Regions from separate parts of the Oryzias latipes genome. Here region 1 is linked to region 2. Evidence: chromatin contacts called from public Hi-C data. All regions are on one chromosome and are shown on one strand. The core of a region is the stretch at or near the end of the contact, and the rest is flanking DNA. Distances in the headings are between cores, read along the strand shown. Region 1 overlaps bahcc1 (BAH and coiled-coil domain-containing protein 1). Region 2 holds the start of fscn2 (fascin-2).

The links. Hi-C and Micro-C count contacts between places; a contact is called where the count stands out from the background.
Region 1: a contact with region 2 is called in a Hi-C map of embryo, with 1.7 times the contacts expected there. The contact joins the enhancer-like site here to the promoter of fscn2 in region 2. A contact is called at or near these places in 3 of 5 Hi-C or Micro-C datasets (embryo and gastrula embryo).

The regions. Positions count from the first base shown.
Region 1 is chr19:3,859,743-3,864,116 of ASM223467v1, reverse strand. It overlaps bahcc1 (BAH and coiled-coil domain-containing protein 1), which reads left to right. Exons shown (of 28, transcript XM_023949737.1): 28 at 1-218. Among protein-coding and RNA genes, the nearest start is that of LOC110017224, 14 kb to the right of the region's middle. Within about 2 kb of position 1,391, at least 3 of the 8 cell types and tissues checked have an H3K27ac peak or open chromatin away from gene starts, as enhancers often do. A contact at or near this core is called in embryo and gastrula embryo, where this site is marked.
Region 2 is chr19:3,820,428-3,824,645 of ASM223467v1, reverse strand. fscn2 (fascin-2) reads left to right here and starts at 2,139. Exons shown (of 6, transcript XM_020712251.2): 1 at 2,139-2,389.

The DNA of each region.
Region 1 (4,374 bases), core at 142-2,641, 40 kb before region 2:
GGTCTTTAATTTGTTTAAAAGCTGTATTTTGTTGAACAGACACTGGATTCAGTTCTGAACATCACATTTTTGCAGAGATAACATCTGTGTGTGTTTTTGATCCTTATTTAGACCCACTGGAACCTGCTTTGTACGGTTGAGATGGCCTAGTAAGATATATTATGTAATTTCAGTCATTCTTTGGAAATATAACTTAAATATTTCCTCATGTACAAAAAGAAAAAAATATTTATCTTAATTTTATTGCTTTTTTTTGTGTTTCATTAAAAAAAAATGGTTCTTACAAAATGAGTTGAAGAGTTTCCCTCTCTTTTGTGTCGAGTTTGAGCTCTCTGAATGCCTCCTTGTGTGAATCAATGCCGATCATTTGTCAGATCTCAGAATATAAACCAAGGTAGAAAGCAAGAATGAAGAGGCTGGTGGTGGTGGTGTGTGTGTGTGGGGGGGTCCACGTTGGTAGGAAGCAATTTGAAACTGTAGCCGAAGCCGACAGGCAGGAATGAATGGAGAAAGAAAGGGAAACTGTATCTTACAGCGTTTCACAAGAGGAGGGTAGAGTCTCCTCGGGCTCCTCAGGTGGGTCAGGTATGCCGAACAATAAAACGGAACGGCACCATTAAGAGAACAAAGCCAGCAGATTTCCTTTCAGTCTGAAAATATTTGAATTCGCTGTTTGCTGATTCGTGCTCTCTTTCAGCGTGCCAGCCAAGAGAGCAGTTTGGATTATGGACTTCCTGTGAGAAATTACACAGCAATTCATGGCAGCAGCATGTTCACACCTTCTTATCGCCTTGTTACCTGCACCTTTGGTATCTGCGGTTTGGTACAAACGTCTTGTCTGCGTGGAATTCTTACCTTTGACCTCCAGTCACAATCAAAGCGGTGCTCAAAGGAAGCGGGAGAGCGGCACTGCCTTGAACACCGGCCATAAACTCGGTTTTATTCTGTGTTTTTTAATGGCAGCCCCTCCTCCACTGCTTTTTCCTTTCTCCTCAGCCTGCGACTCTCCTCACTTGTCAATACAGGAAAACTCGACTAACTTCACTAATGGTCCTTGGAAATGGTTTTAAATCCCGCACCCGTTCAAAAAAAACGCGTATTTACTCTTTCTTTGTCTTCTCGTTTTTGGCCTGTTGTGATATGAAACATTGCTCCTCATTCAAACCCCCCCATTCTGCTCTGTGCTGGTCTTCACATCCTCCTCATCTGCTCCTCAATCAACCAACGCCTTGAACACACACAGACATTAAGTGCAGTCTTTGAGTCCTTATCAGCAGGTTTGCATTGGGCTTATCTGGTTGACATTGTTAAACTACTTTACCCAGAATGCCGCAGGAGATAGTGGGCACAATAGACTGGAGGGGGCCCTTCTGGGTTAATGAAAGAGGCTTTCACAGTAGAACAAACAGGCTGCAGGCTGATTTGTGTGTGTGGGTGAATGTGTGCACGAGGGGTCAAGGTGTCAGAGAGCGGTGCTGCGACTTTTATTGTCGTGTTTTTTCAGCCGCAGCTGGAGGCTGCAGGACAAAACATCTGCGGCGTGTCACTCCTCATGCCTCCATTGTTCCTGCTGGTCGTGTTTAATTGCACGTTTATCAAAAAGGAACAGTGACGGAAAAGGTGTTTTGCCCTTGGATGTAAAGTTATGAGGCGGCGGGGTGGGGGGAGGCTTTTTAAATTCAGAGAAAGCTCTCCATTTAGATGCACCGCGAGATTGTCACCGAGGAGAATGAATAGCTGCCAGCTGCAGCAGGATGCTGCATGAGTGCATGCGCTGAGATATATTCAGATCAGAGCGAGGAGATCAGCGCTCTCGTCTGCATCACCTCATCCATCCTTCACATAAGCCCATGTAAGCTTGCTACTGGTATCCATTTTACCGTGTGTGTGCCTTTATGACATTTTTCACTGCATAGCCAATCTTACTTAATGGTAGTTATGCAACAGATGGTGTACTTCTATAAATCACTGATTCTCGGCCGGGCAGAAGTCAACACCAACAAACCCAATTTGGGCTAATTTAAGCAAAAATAACAAATAAAAAGCAATCAAAAGTTGATGTTGCAAAACTTTTGTTTGCCTGTACACTCTCTGGCTTATCAAGTAATGAATTAGAAAATAAATTGATGAATTTAGGGAAACCAAAAGTTCAAATAATTGACTAACTCACTGCAACTTAATAATTTTCTGTCCTGCCTGCAATATAAAGATGTAATTTCAAATTTGCCTTCCAATTTGTTCACATCAGAAACTCGTTTTGACGCTTTTTAACCCTTGTGCTATCTTAGATGACCCCACCCTTACACTGACGTGTTCTCCTTACCATGACAAAGGTGGATAAAGGTGGAAAGATTTCATGTAATCCATGGACACCAGTGAGGTTCACAAACCATTGAAGAAAAAAGGTTCAGCGCACTGTCTAGTGGGTCTAGATGACCCAACTCCAAATGAGAAAGTGCCTAGGATAGCACAGATTCTGGCAGCAAGAAAACAGCAACAAGAAATAAAATGTGGAAAAAATTGTGCATTTAATTTAAAAGTGAGGAGCAGTGGGAGCAGTTGACAAATTTTACGTTTATTTTGGGACACCTAAAAATTTCTTAATGATGCTTTGCTGCCTTTCAACTAATGCATTATTGGAAACTTAGTTTATATTTACTAAAAATGGGAGATGGAGGGAATTTTGTTTTTGTCATCATGTAAAATATTTAAAATTTTGAAGACCAGGAAAACTAAAGAAGGAAAGATTTTATAGTAGCTGCACTTAAAAAATGCACAAGGATTAAAATTATATATATATATATTTATAGATGTACATCAGTTTCAAAAGATTTTTATTTAATCTTTGAAAACTGCAATTTATCAAAGACTTAAAAGTGAGAAACTCTAATGGTGTGGAGCTCTAACAATGCTTTTGACCAAAAACGTTTACGTACACGTTTGTTTATGCAAATAAATTGAAATTTAAGGGAAAAAGCTTCCAACCAGATACAATAAAACCTAGATCTTCCAACAAATCAAAAGTACTGCAAACCTGCCACCAATCCTGGTGAGTCTCCAGAAGGATTGTGGGAAGTGATGTAAGAAAATGTAGATTATTTTTTGTCATGTGTTACAACAAAAACAAGACAAAAAAATCTCATTTTAAAAGTTGTCAGAAAGTGTCGTACAGAATTAGATGCCCTAGTGTTGAAAATGTGACTGATATTATTTATTTATAAGGTTAGATTGTTTTTATTTTTTGGTCATTACAACTGGCTCTGGTTCCTGGTTTGAAGTTGGAGACACCGGCATCACACTACAGAGCTCTCTCTGCTTCTCGGACACACACATTTTGGTTTTTGTACCTCTTGGGGACACTCTTTACAGTAAAAGTTCTCTAACCCAACTGACTCAAGCAATCAACATTTAAACTATAACTCAGCTTTTAAGGTCACGGCATAACCTTGGAATCCTGTTATAGACTCCAGAAGTCACTTTGTGTTTCAGATACTGGATGTCCCATCGGTTAATGTGCTGTCACTAAATAATCCCAAAAATCATAAAAATAAGACACACATACACACTCATGTAATTAGGTCAAACTTGAAGTACAGAATCAAAATTTTAAAAATGTACATTAAATTAATTTATGAAACTTTTTTTTTTTGCTCACATTATCAACTTTTGTTGTTTTTTTACATTTAGCTAAATCGGGAATTTCATTTATTTGATTTTTTTTTCTTTTTTATCAGCTGTTCCAAATGATTCTGTCTGTTTTTTCCAAACAGAAAATAATATTTTTAGTATTTTACTTCTTTGCAAAGACAGTTTTTCTTTATGAACCCTTTAGTTTTGTTTTATTTTTATTTTTCAACGATAAAGAAAATGACTAAACTAAGATAAAAACAAAAACCACTTCAGATGTCAAGAACAGGTCTTATCTGATATCAGTTTTAAGATTTTCTGCAGTTACAGAGTTGCAAAAACAAATGAAATGTGACTTTTTGAAAACAAAAGTCAAAATGTAAACTTATTTTTAATTTATTCCGTCACCTGCAAGACCCAACTTAATCTTGGTCATAATCACAGCAGTAAAAAGAGAAACAAATAACCTCAAACTGGTTCTACTTTGGTTTATTGTTTATATTTTAAACGGTGACATATGAAGACAGAACACAGTAAAGAGTGGGACAATAGAGCAAAATGAAGATTTTAACTCAAAACTGCAAATAAGATAGTTTTCTGTGTTTGTGCAAGGGCTCCACACGCGTATCGGGTTGAACATGACACATACTCCTGCTGGTTATCACTGACGTTGGTATTTGGTATTTGGAATAGTAGAGGGGTCTTGGCCGGCTCGCCCTGAAAATCATAAGAGGTCAGACATCCTGT
Region 2 (4,218 bases), core at 890-3,389:
AGCGCAGTTCTTGCTGCGTGCATGTGCTGCATGGTGCGTCTCGGAGTGTATTTTGCTGTGATGGATCATGGGTGAGCCACATTCTTATAGCACAAGAAAGACGCCCATGAGAAATGAAGGGGGAGCAGGGAGGGAGGGGGGGGTGGAGAGAAGAGGAGGAGAGCAAGGAGACTCCCTGTTCCTCCTGAACAGCCTCTGTTGTCCTCCGTGCCCTCCCTCCTGCACTCCCACAATGAAGAGCAACGGCGTGCATCAATAACACTGGTGACAGCACGAGGGGGAACAGGTCAGACAAGCAACCGCCATCTCCCAGGCAACCACCGCTACGGCCACCATCACCACGACAACAATTGCTAAGCGCACGTGGGGGGGTGGGGGAGTTCCCCTTCCCTCCAGGCCCCAGCTCCCCTTCCTGCAGCCGCCTCAGAGGGCCGCCGAGCCTGCTGCTGCTGGATCAGGAGCGAGCTAAATCCTCAGCGCGGCGCCGGCGAGGGATGAGGAGAGAAAGAGCTGACTGATCTTGATTCTGAGGTGAACTGAATGGACAGGAGATTCTAAGAGGATGAAGGGATGAGATGAAGAAAGAAAATGACTCATCTCCAGGATGCTTTTGCAGGGCAAATCAAACACTTTGCAAAACTTTTCATCTTTACTCTCATGCATTATTATACTTTGGTAGATTAGTCACTCTTTTTCTAAATGACCGATGAAAATGGTGTTTTTAACATATTCTTGTAGCATTTTTCTCATGATGAAGGACATGTATAAAATGAAGAAAGAGAAGAAAGTTAAGCTTTATTCACATTGTTGTGAATCAGGAAAAGACAAAAAAATGCAATTGGAAAAATCCTGTAAATGGCTAATGAGGGCAGGGTAACAGTCCTGCCTACAAAATAAAGGCAAATCTCTGTTGAACCCCTGCCGCTCTGCAGAAACTATGTCCTAGAAAATGAATTGTTAATTAATTAATATTATTATTAATCAATTATTATTTTGACTACGAACAACATATTTATAATTAAAATACCACTTGGAACGCTTTGAAAATAGATTATAGCTATTGGAGTGAAACTTTTAAAAAAATTAGTCGTAAAAGTCTGCAGGCCACAAACAAACATGGCCAGTTATTGTCCTTTTATTTTGAAACTGTCCTTTATAAAACAGCTTTAGCACTAACTGAAACGTCGGTGTCTCATTTAAATGTGTCTATTTTAGCAATGTCTGCAGTTTGGAAACATTTTGGAAGCAATCTAAAGGTAAAATGGATAAAGGTGCTTTTCAGTTCTAGTTGCACCTCCTTCAGTTTAAAAGCTCTTTAAACGTATTATTTGGCCAAGAAAAGAAAAAAATAAATGCGTTACATATATGTTGTGCACTTTTCTTTCTTCCGGAATAGGTTTTTATTGAGCTTCTCATAAGCTTTAAATGTGAATATCTGTTTGGGCTTCTCTACACACAGATATATTCAGCAGTTGATCATCGCGGATGCGGGCCTGCGTTTGTTTGCAGCGAAATGAGGAAACATGGAGACGAAAAAAACGGTAATAAAGTCAAGACAATAGGACGTTTTCGACGGCAGGGTTAACGTCTAGGTAAATATTACATCAGGTTATGTAATTTTGGGCCAAATCGGAGAAAATGTCTGATCTGAGGTCGTACGACTCCTGATAGATGTGTTGCGACGGTGGCAGAGGCAGAGCGACTGGGATATTGCCTTTCCTCCCGGGCGGAAAAACAAGGCGAGCACAGACGGGGAGGAGCTTCGCAAATGTTTGATTTAGGTACTGTGACCAATCAGAAGGCGAGATTTATTGAAAGGCGGGGCCGCTCAGCGAAGATTCCACCAATGACAGCGACGCGAACAGTCCCTGCCCCCACGTGGGGTTTGAGCTCCAAACAACATCGACTCGGCTGTCAGCCAATCACAGGCGCGCGAGGTGTTAATCTTGACGCGGATTGGCTGGCTGCTTTTCACAGAGCCCCCTTCACTCATCACGTCGAGCCCATCGCTATTAACTCTTTCCTGCCACACAAGAAGGCGCTGCGTTCCCCCATAAAGCACAAACCCGCTCTGTAATAGCCAAATGTGAATTAATGAATGATTCAGAGGCGGTTTGTTTTTAGAAACGCAATACATCAGTTAATCCGCGCCGTTTCAAAGCATCTTTTCAGACACATCTAAAGAAAGGATAATATAGTATAGACCGGAACACATGAGGCGACCAGAGACATTTCTGAAGCCTTTCTAAGCGCGTGCTTCCTTGATTATAATCAAGTCAGCATGCAAGGAAACCAAAGAGACTGAAAGGCACACAAGAAGCGCATGCCTGGCAGTGAAGTGGAACCCACATTTGCACCCAAACTGTCAGTTACAGCATGACTTATACAGGTGAGACACTCAGGTGAGGTAAGAAAAACATTTGAATTGCAAGGATGTTTTTTGTTCATGTAGCGGATTGAAGGCTTTAACAAAAAATGCCATAAAAAACAAATTTTAAAAGCATTAATAGCAGCCATTTTAAATAGCACTACAGTCCTTCCCTCCTACGCTATGCAGTCCCACAGGCACCAACGCTGACAAACCAAGCATCAATCTTCTCTTTCGTTTTTGTGCGACCTCCAAAATCCATACAGCCAGCGTTCTCATTAGAAGAGCATCATAAGGCCTACACCGCCTCCTAGTGGTGGCTTTGAGTACTGACATTTCAACTTTCTCCTTTGATTTCAGTGGCAACCCTTTAATAAGTGTGTTTTTATATTTATTTATTTATTCAGTCATTCGTTTGTCTATCATACTTCCATTTTTATCCATCCCCTGTCTCAGAAACCATGCATTTGTTTTCAAACGGAAGAAGAAGTTCTTCACCTCGTCCTTTATCCAAAAAGTGTGTCAAGAAGAGAGAAATGTGATGAAGAGGCAAACTTGGATGGAGGTATTTTGATACAAAGCGAGATGAGAAAGGAGCCAGGCTCAGCGCTCCACAAAAAGAAAAAAAAAGGTTGACACATTTTTTCTCTCAGAGAACGTTGTCTTTTTTTTTTTATTGTTTTGAGTTGTTGAAGCTCGAGCGAATTCCAATGCTTCTTTAGACTCGTTCTCACTCAAGAGAGTCGAATAATGAGGCGCTGAAGTCCTGGAAATGTAGGAGTCGGCTTCACAGCCTTCAGAACACGAGACCCTATAGAAGGAACAAAACTGGACACTTATCGATCCTTAGATCGATCCGTCTGACTCAAGTTGTTAATTGAATATACCATCACTTAATCTTTTCAAAATGAAATAAGTCGATTATATCAATATTGGAAAATAACATTTGGATTGAGACATTATTTTACTGTAACGTAAGAACGACTGATGTGATGGCACCAATGTGTGGAAACAGAATTTTCCAAAGACATGTGACCGTATAGTGTGGTAAAATGTTCTAATTATGTTCCATTTGGATAATTATGATGTGGGAACTACATGGATTTGACATCAACTGGTTGAAGTTTTGGCTAAAGATGTCCTGAACTCATTTTAGGTCAGTGAATCAGATCAATCAACAGGAACCAATATGGCCAAGGAATCGTATCGTTCTTATCGCTGCTATTATGTAGAATAATTTTCACTGGAGTTCAGTTAAAGTCTCACTCCAGTTCTCTTTTGATCTACACTGAGTGCACAAGTATTAGGCAATCTGTATTTTTGAGGATAAATTGTATTGTTGTGCCACTACAGTGCACTTGGTCGATCTAAAATGTAGGGAAAAAAACCTCAAACCTGAATATTCAATAGATAAAAGTATTAAAAGTGAAGATTTGGCTTTCTTAAAAAGATAACTACGTTTACTCAATTATTAGGCAACTTACAATGTGCAGAATTATTCTGCAACTCAAAGAAAAAAAGATTTTCCCATCTTGCAGTTTTTTTATACACCTGTTAAAGTGAGAATAACAAACAAACTTTACAAATAAACTTTTTCTGAAATGCAAAGAGAAAATCTCAGTGACCAATATAGCCACCTTTCTTTTCAATGACAGACACAAGCCTTTCGTTCATGGAGTCCGTCAGTTTCTTGATCTGCTTGGGATCAACCTTTTGTCCAGCTGTGACCATCACCTCCCAGAGAGGTGTACTGTTTACTTTCACTGTATATCTCCCGCTTAAGATGGGCCCAAAAGTTCTCAATAGGATTTAGGTCAATAAAGATGGGGGCTGTGTCATTAGCCCTTCCA